Linked DNA regions of Mus musculus: region 1 is linked to region 2. Evidence: chromatin contacts called from public HiChIP or PLAC-seq data. All regions are on one chromosome and are shown on one strand. Each heading gives the region's core, a stretch centred on a gene start, on an enhancer-like site or on the middle of the called end of the contact. The rest is flanking DNA. Distances are from core to core; before and after follow the strand shown. Region 1 overlaps Bcl11b (B cell leukemia/lymphoma 11B). Region 2 has its middle 270 kb from the start of Gm33236.

Evidence for each region. HiChIP or PLAC-seq counts read pairs in DNA pulled down with a chosen protein or histone mark.
Region 1: a contact with region 2 is called in an H3K4me3 HiChIP or PLAC-seq map of the SCID.adh cell line, with 7 times the contacts expected there. The contact joins two enhancer-like sites. A contact is called at or near these places in 11 of 39 promoter capture datasets (the 3T3-L1 cell line, cranial neural crest, embryonic stem cells and 6 more), 5 of 484 Hi-C or Micro-C datasets (Th2 cells, cardiomyocytes, epidermal suprabasal cells and 2 more), 12 of 115 datasets of contacts at active chromatin or transcription factors (the SCID.adh cell line, T-cell acute lymphoblastic leukemia, acute myeloid leukemia and 8 more) and 1 of 9 other capture datasets (embryonic stem cells).

What each region holds. Positions count from the first base shown.
Region 1 is chr12:107,996,964-108,000,873 of GRCm38.p6, reverse strand. The region is part of intron 1 of Bcl11b (B cell leukemia/lymphoma 11B); the gene reads left to right. Among named protein-coding and RNA genes, the nearest start is that of Bcl11b, 4.5 kb to the left of the region's middle. Within about 2 kb of position 1,938, at least 30 of the 459 cell types and tissues checked have an H3K27ac peak or open chromatin away from gene starts, as enhancers often do. A contact at or near this core is called in the SCID.adh cell line, where this site is marked.
Region 2 is chr12:107,378,659-107,382,722 of GRCm38.p6, reverse strand. No RefSeq gene overlaps it. Among named protein-coding and RNA genes, the nearest start is that of Gm33236, 270 kb to the left of the region's middle. Within about 2 kb of position 1,817, at least 3 of the 459 cell types and tissues checked have an H3K27ac peak or open chromatin away from gene starts, as enhancers often do. A contact at or near this core is called in the SCID.adh cell line, where this site is marked.

The DNA.
Region 1 (3,910 bases), core at 689-3,188, 620 kb before region 2:
GGACCCTGGGAGCCTGGGCATTGTTTCAGGGGGGTAAGCAAGGAGAGTGGTCCGTATGGTGTTCAGAAAAACAGCCTAGAAGGGATAAGACAGGGATGCAGGAGATACAGTGTGGCCTGGGGAATGTGACTAGCTATGAAGCAGGGGATACAGGAGGCCTGGTTGCAAAAGGACTGGCCAGCAGAGCAGGTGTTATCTCAGCCCCTACAGGCAGTCACTCCCATGTGAGATTTCAGATCTGAAGGAAACCATCTAAAACATGGCAGATCGTTTTCACTTGGGTGGCAGCCTTGGGCCTGTGGGGCAGCAGCTAAAGGCTCTTTGGAGATGATGCAACTTAGAATCACTGATGGCCTAGGAAACCAGAAAAAGCCCAGAAATGGCATCCCTGATCTTGGTGTATGTTTCCCAGGGTAGGAGAAGGGCTTCATAGCATGCTACGGTTTCAGGCAGGATGGGTAGGAAGAGGACTGAGGTAGCTAAGGGGGTGGGAGACAGCTGGAAAAGAAGATCTGGGCTTCTGGTTTGTTTCAAAATGTTTGACCCAGATGGATGCGGCTTTTCAAACAGGAGGGCAGACACAGACATTAGGAAAAACAAACACAGATCAGCCTGGGGAACGGTGCTAGGGAGGTAACGCAGGAGGCAGCCGCTGGCCAGGCAGAAGGAAGGGCCTGTACCAGCCATGCCAGGCAGGGTCAGGCAGAAGGAAATGCAGTCTGAGGTCCGTGGAAAAGCTCAAAGGTTTTTCTGAGGGAAACGTGGAGGTAAAATGGAGTGGCCAATTATACAGGCCCTTAATGAAGCCAACTTTTCAATAACCCACCAACAGGTTCCCGAGGAAGAATAGCAATTTTCTGTATGCACTCGTGATCCTGCACAGCAGCCAGAGACCCAAGATTTGCCGCAGAGTGAGGCTGGTTGTAGCCATTCAATGCCTCTTCAGGTTGGGTTTTGTGGTTGTTGTATGTTTTAAAGGCGGCTACGTTGACAATTGTCTGAACCTCAGGATACAGTATACCTATAATGGTCCACTTATCGTACTAAACTGCGTCTCTGATAAATTTATAGGACATGGGCCCTCTTTCTTTCTTTCTTTCTCTTTTTCTTTTTCTTTCTCTTTTTCTTCTTCTCTTTCTCTTTTTCATAGTCGGGTAGGGGCAGTGAAGTTTGTCTGCCCTTTGCACAGAAGGGAACCCCGTGTCGTTTGAAGTGTGGTATGTCAGCAGCTCGGATTCCACGGGAGAATAAAAACATGTTCTTCAAAGGTGTCATGCCAGGTTAATTTTATTCATTTGTAATTCGCACCCCAGTGAAGACAACCACGAGCACACTTTAACAGCCCCCATATTTTCAGAGGAGATTTTTTTTCTCTTATTCAAAGATTTTTGTATATCTGCTTGTTTCTTGTTTGGAGGGGGAAGCCTGCTATCTGCATGAGCCCTGGCTTTGGCAAATTTTATCTAGTCTTCAGGGTGTTTCATAACAGAAAAATAGAGTCAACTGTTCAGTCTTGGGGTTCAGTCCTGGGAGCTGGCCCGAGAGACTTGGAAAGATTAGGATTCGATGGTTAGATGCACCCTTCAGCTTAACTCCAAAGGACCCAGCAGCTCTTCCTTGGCCAGAGGAAAGATCAGCATTCGATGATGCATTTGACAGTAATTTCAGGTGAAATGGATCCATGTAAAACAGTCTACTTACGGACTCCAGTTTCCTACAGCAGCAAGGAGGTTTTGAACGCCTAATCACACTTGATTCCTGATCGATCCTCCTCACCTTTATCCATCCATTTTGCACTCTCTGTCGCTTGCTGTGATAAAATACTTTCCAAAGTAAACTTTCAGTACCATTTGCTTTTGGTTAAGGGTAAAAATGCCTGATGCTCCAAGCCGCGCCTAGCGCTTCTCGTCAGCTAGGGGGCGCTCGCTGCCCGTGTCATGGCTGCGGTGCCTTGGCCGCTGTGCCTGGGAACCCGCGTCCATCAGCACATCCGGCTGCGGCGGCTGCAACAGCAGCGGCTGCAGTTTGTGTCGCTGCAAAAATGTCTTAAGCGTGAAGTTGTAATATTGATTTTCCTGCAGAGATTTGTGCAGGACAAAATGAGAATATAAGTTTGAGAAATCTATTTTCAAGCCATTGGCATCGATTTGTAAACCCCTCCTTACCTGGCAGGTGGGGAGGCGGTTTTTTCTTTTCCTCCAATTTCCTTTTCTTTTTAAACAATTAAAATTGTTATTCCTGAATGAGTGTTTTTCTCCCCCTTGGTCTGTCCATGGTCTTGACATTCTAAACATTTTGTTTTGTTGCTTAAGCATTCACAGTCCACCTAGGGAGTCTGGGAAGAGCTGTCATCATTTTAGGGGTGGCCCATCTTAGTGTTCCCCGGGGGTGGGGTGGGGGACCACTGTGAATTGTTGCTGAAGGGGTCGTGGACCCAAGACAACCTGATAGATGGTGATCCTTTCGGCTCCGATTTGATAACAGCCCTCAATCCCATCTTCTCCACCGCGAGTCCACGGAACTAAGGGTGCAAGCACCCTTTCCCTAACGATATAGCATAATTCAAACAGTGCGGGTGATTTTGTTTGCAAGCAGTGTGTGCTTGCTGGGGCCAGTGCGCCTTGCACCTCAGAGAGTTCCCTTCATAGATGGATGTCACGATGCTCCACCGCTCCCCCAAACATGTGATTTAGTGCCGGGGGATATGTATGTGTTGATGGTGGGGTTTCTAGATCTACGATGTCTTAGCTTTAGAGTTTGTGAGATGCACAGACAGCGCAGTGAACTGGAGTCGTCTGCGCGAGTTCAGTGGATAAGCTGAAGAGCTTGCCCTGACACAGGAAAGTGCTTTATTCTAACCTGAAAGAGAAATAAATTAGGTCAGACAAAAGCCTTAGCTGTCATCGGCTGGAGGAAGAGGGCCAGCCATTTATCTGATGGTGTCTCTACTTCATTTAATGTTTGCGTCTGGCCAGTTGTAAGCATACCGTGGAGGCAAACACAGGGTAACTATGAGGAATATAGGACCTCGCAATCTTGGGTCTGGGCAACGGTTTGTAGCCTACAGAGAACTGTTTTTTGTTTGTTTGTTTGTTTGCTTGCTTTGTTTTGCTTGCTTGTTTTTAATTCAGTTTATGGGAAGCCCCAATCATTTGCCTTGGAATTTGGGGTCCTTCCCATACTGTGATTACACACCAACACAGACATTCAATTCGTTAAAAAAAAAATTATCAGGGGTGATAGGACAGCCGGCAGCTAGACGTTTTCCTTTGAGAGCCTCTTTTTTCATGAAGGAAGGACTCTTTGGCTGCCTGGTTGGGCCTTTCTTTTAGCTTAAACTCTCCAAGGATTTTGGTCCCCAAGTTAATGCTGATGTCACATCTGGGGAGGAGAGGTGAAAAATGAACTCTTTTTTTGGGGGGGGGTGGGGGCTGTACCCTGCACCACATGATCATGGTCAAGGTATTGATGCTGGCAGAGCATCCTGCCCTGAAGACTTCATTAACTGTAGGTATACTTGATCCTGCTTAGTCTGAAAGGAGACAGAGAAGAAAGCTGAGGACGGTTGTCCTGTGTCATACAGCTGCTAATACCATGGCTCATGTGATCCTGCCTGGGGAGGGGGTTGTCAGGGGGGCAGATTCCTTGGATCTCACAAATCTCCCATCCTGGGGAGCTACATGCAGACCTGTGAGATTTGCCCACATTCTGTTCCCCAGGCCTCTAGTTTGTGGACTCCAAGTGCTTGGTTTTCCCGGGATGTGCTGAAAAAAAAAATGGCTGGAAGCAGGCTGTCAGCTGGGCATAGCTCTGTGCCCTCCCTCATCAGGAGCTAGGGAGAGAGGGGGAACACAGCAGCCTCTTGGTTCCTGTCAGAATGGTGCTAGATTGTGAGCAGAGCTGTGTTCCG
Region 2 (4,064 bases), core at 568-3,067:
TCTTTGGCCATATGGGAGGGCACTGGGGGTAAGAGAGGACAGCTGGATGTGCCTGGCGGCTTAGCTGCTATTGCTCAAGTCTCTCTTCCCCAAGGGATTCAGAACTTAAACCAGCTCTTTGCAGCTCTCTCAGGGGAGCTAGCCTGGGTACTATTTTGGAATAGAATAACACTGGCAGGAAGGGCAGGAATTGGAAAGAATACATTATGGATTTGAGGTTCGAATCCTATATTTGAAATTTATCAGCTGTAAGATGTCATGAAATTATCTTTACTTTTTTCTTCTTGGTCTCTTAATCTACAGAATGGAAATGAACCTTGGGTCAGGCCACATCATAGAATGTGGCACTATCAGTGTGCTGTCTGGAGCAGACTGGGTTTGGCTAGTCTTAAGTGAGCATGGATTTTCTGTCTTCCAAAATCGAGCCAAAGGTTGAATTAAGCAAGCAACACCCTCTGGTCCATTTTGCCTACTTCTTTCTCACCAGTGTTAAAATATTTTTGGTTTCTTTAGGTAAATTAATCTGTTACCTTCTTCTTAATAGACAGGCAAATATGATCTAGTTAATTTATAATGAGGCCAGAACCACCACAAGTGTCTTGCTTTTCAGGGTTTCTTACCTCTGAGACAATGACAGAAAATATTTAGGAAGTACAGGCTACGCCTTTGTACATAGCTTAGTTGGTAAAGCACGTGCTTTGCAAGTGTAGAGACTTGAGTTTGGTCCCAGAGCCCGTATAAAAACAAGTAAACGAATCACTTGTAATCACAACCCTAGGCAAGTAAGAGACAGGCAATTCTCTGGGCTTGCTGTCCAGTCAGACTAGCCTAGTTAAGAAGCCCCAGGTCCCAATGAGAGTGTGCGCTTCAAAATACTAGGTGGACAGTTCCTGAGAAATGATAGCAGAAGTTGACTTCTGACCTGTATGTATGTGCCTGACCTCAGGCGTGCTTGTGTGTGTGTGCATGCACCATCCCCCATCCCCTCCCAACATACAAGTGCACACACACACACACACACACACACACACACACACACACAGAGAGAGAGAGAGAGAGAGAGAGAGAGAGAGAGAGAGCAAACATGCTAATTCATGAGGACCAGGCAATGATTCAACCCCAGGGTTTCTTTGAGTTTTCTTTCCAACTTGGTCTCTGTCCAAGCCCTAAAATGAATAAGCTGGAAATGGAAGTTATACTAACTATTGGCAGCTTCCGTGTGGGACTGCTTTGTTTAAAGAGCCTTTGATGCCTAGATAAGTGCTGTGATATATATATGAAGTGTTTGAACGTGATTTAGATCCCATCCTCTGGAGTGAAAGAGAGCCGCTTCTCATTTGTCCAAAGTGCTGGATATTTAAATTGTAAGTTAAAGATGGCCTCAACTTTGCCTCTCTCAATCAAGGCATCTTTCTTCCGTCTAATTCAATCCATTGCATCTCAAATAAATTCCTACTTGTCAATCACCAACTGCATATGTAGTGCCAGGCAAAGCCCCAGGTGCTCAAAGATAAATACCACTTGCTAAACATCAGTATTTTCCAAATGGGCCATGATGGTATCCACTTCTATCTTCCCCACTGTTTCCTACCCAGGCCCTATGATTAGCTAGGCTGTGGATACAGATATTCTAATGGACACTCTGCTTTCGATGGTTTTGCCCATATTCTTCCCAACGGCATGAGTCAGAGCTTCTGTGTGTGGAAACATCTCTGACATGAACAACTTAGGCAGGAAAGAGTGGTGTTGGGCTCATGCTTTCAGAATGCCCCATCCCGTGCGCGTTTTGGTCCCATGTACTTGAGCAAAACCTCCCAAGTGTTAAGGGGAGGGTGCACTCACTCTGGACAGGAAGTCGAGCGAATTGCAGGAAGTGGTCAGGACCTGCTCCACACTCACCCATTTCTTCTAAACATATCATCTTTTCTAAAGTCTCCAGATGTTCTGAGCAGAGTACCACTGTTGGGGCCTGAGTCCCTAAAAGATGAACCCTTTGGAGGGACTTATTCGAACCGTGACACCAACAAACTCAAGGGTCTTTTCAAACATGTTTGAGATCACAGTGATCTTTATTTGAAAGTCTCCCTTGGCTTCTACTGCATTTAGAATGGCATTCGAACTATTTACTTGTTTGTTTATTTGAGATAAGGTCTCATAGCATAGATTGACTTTGAACTCTGGATTTTCCTGCTTTTGCTGAGTCAGGATGACAAATGTATACCACGTACCTGGGCTGAGATTCAAAACCCTCCTTTCTAGTTCACTACCTCCCTGCTCTTCTGCCACATGCAGTCTTTAAGGTCCTTTTAGGCTGTAGTCCCACTTGCCCTCTGGGTACAAGCTCTTTTCTTGTTGGTGGTGCATTTAATGGTTGTCCCTACTGTTGGAGAGGTATGCTGTTGCAGTGTGGCTCCTTCTTCCTCTCACACCTTTTGAACTGTCTCCTCGGACAAGTCTCCTCCATCCCCCAGCTCTGGGGAAGCCTCCCTTTCCGAGAGTTCATGCTCATTCATTTGTTCGACGTCTTCTCTCTCCATCAGCACCACCAAATCTCACTGAAGTTAAGCTGACCAGAGAGAATGCTCTTTCTGGCTTCACAAATCTGTCACTTAGCAAGGCCATAGCCACTCCTTCAGTTGCGACCTTTCTCCTGAAACAGGCTTATCATGTCCAGCCAGGGAGCAAGGAGAGAACAAGTCAATGCCAATAAGAAGTGTTGCTACCGCCAACAAGAAGGAGTAGGTACGAGGGACCCGGAAGCAGCATATTAATGTCCAGGAAGGATGCTTGTGTGTGGTGATTTATAATTACAAATTTAACTAATTGAATCATAAGGGTATGTAATGAGTTTGGTCTTTCAGAGAAACTTCTATATCAAAAGTTAAGAAAATTCCCATCCTTAGAACAGTCATTTTGGCCCCATACCATGATCTTTCCTGGTTTAGCCCAAGCTCATTTTCATCTTGCCAACTATGCTTTCATATGTATACAATTCAAACTTGCACCAAACCCAGCCTTCTAGCTCCTCCCCTCTCCAATAACTTGACTCCATTGTCACCGCTCTTGTCTATAAGTCCTGGTGTGAAGCCATCACTAGACACTTTCTTGCCTCTTTGCCCTTGGCTGTGCTGTCCTCCCTCTTAGGAGAATTTCTGTTTCTTGCTTGTCAGTGCATATCTTACCCATAAATCACACCTCAACAAAGGCCAAGTATTTCATTCATAGTTACTAACTTCTTTCTCCCTTCCTTCATAGTTACTAACTTCTTTCTTGGGGATCTCATTTGGGTGCCTTTGATTTAACATATTTCTTCTTTTCCCAGTGGAATTACATAATAATAAATGTTATGTAGTGAATTCAGGGTGTGAGTCACCCCAAGAGAACGAATATATGAATGGACCACAGTCATGACTCAGAAGAGAAGGGGATCTACAATCTCTACCATCATTAGGAATAGGATATAACCGATGATGTCTCTCTTCTTCCGACTTCTATTTCCATATGCACACACTTTCAATAAAGGACCAACCACAGAAAACCAGATCTGCCCCTCAAAAATCAGATAAGTGCCTTTTTCTTACATCCACATTTATATCCTTTACCTACATCTGTCCAGTCATGAAGCTCCCCGCTTCCCATCTGCTTCTGAGTCTGTCAAATCCAAGTGTTGGTTGCTGACCCTTTGCTGTTATGAGCTCCCACCCAACATCCTCAATTCTTTCTACTTGACAATCTTTGATAATTTATATTCTTCCAAGTTCCTGACGAACAGGTCTTCATGATCCTAGTTATGTATGAGAAAATGGAGGCTAAAGGCAGGGGAGTTCTTGCCATGGAATGGCTAAAGTCATTTTTGAATTTTTCCCTCTAATGATTCCAGAGTTGCTGCTGTTTTTGTTCTCCAAGAGCACCTCTGCAAGCACCTACTATGTGCTAGCTGAAGTCAAGCCCTGGCTCTGTTTCATCTTTCTGTCTCCAATGCCCTGCCTGGGAAGACACAACAAATGGGTGATACCTGGGTCTTGTTCTGTTTCCAAGACGTGGTTCTCCCTCATGTGTCACAG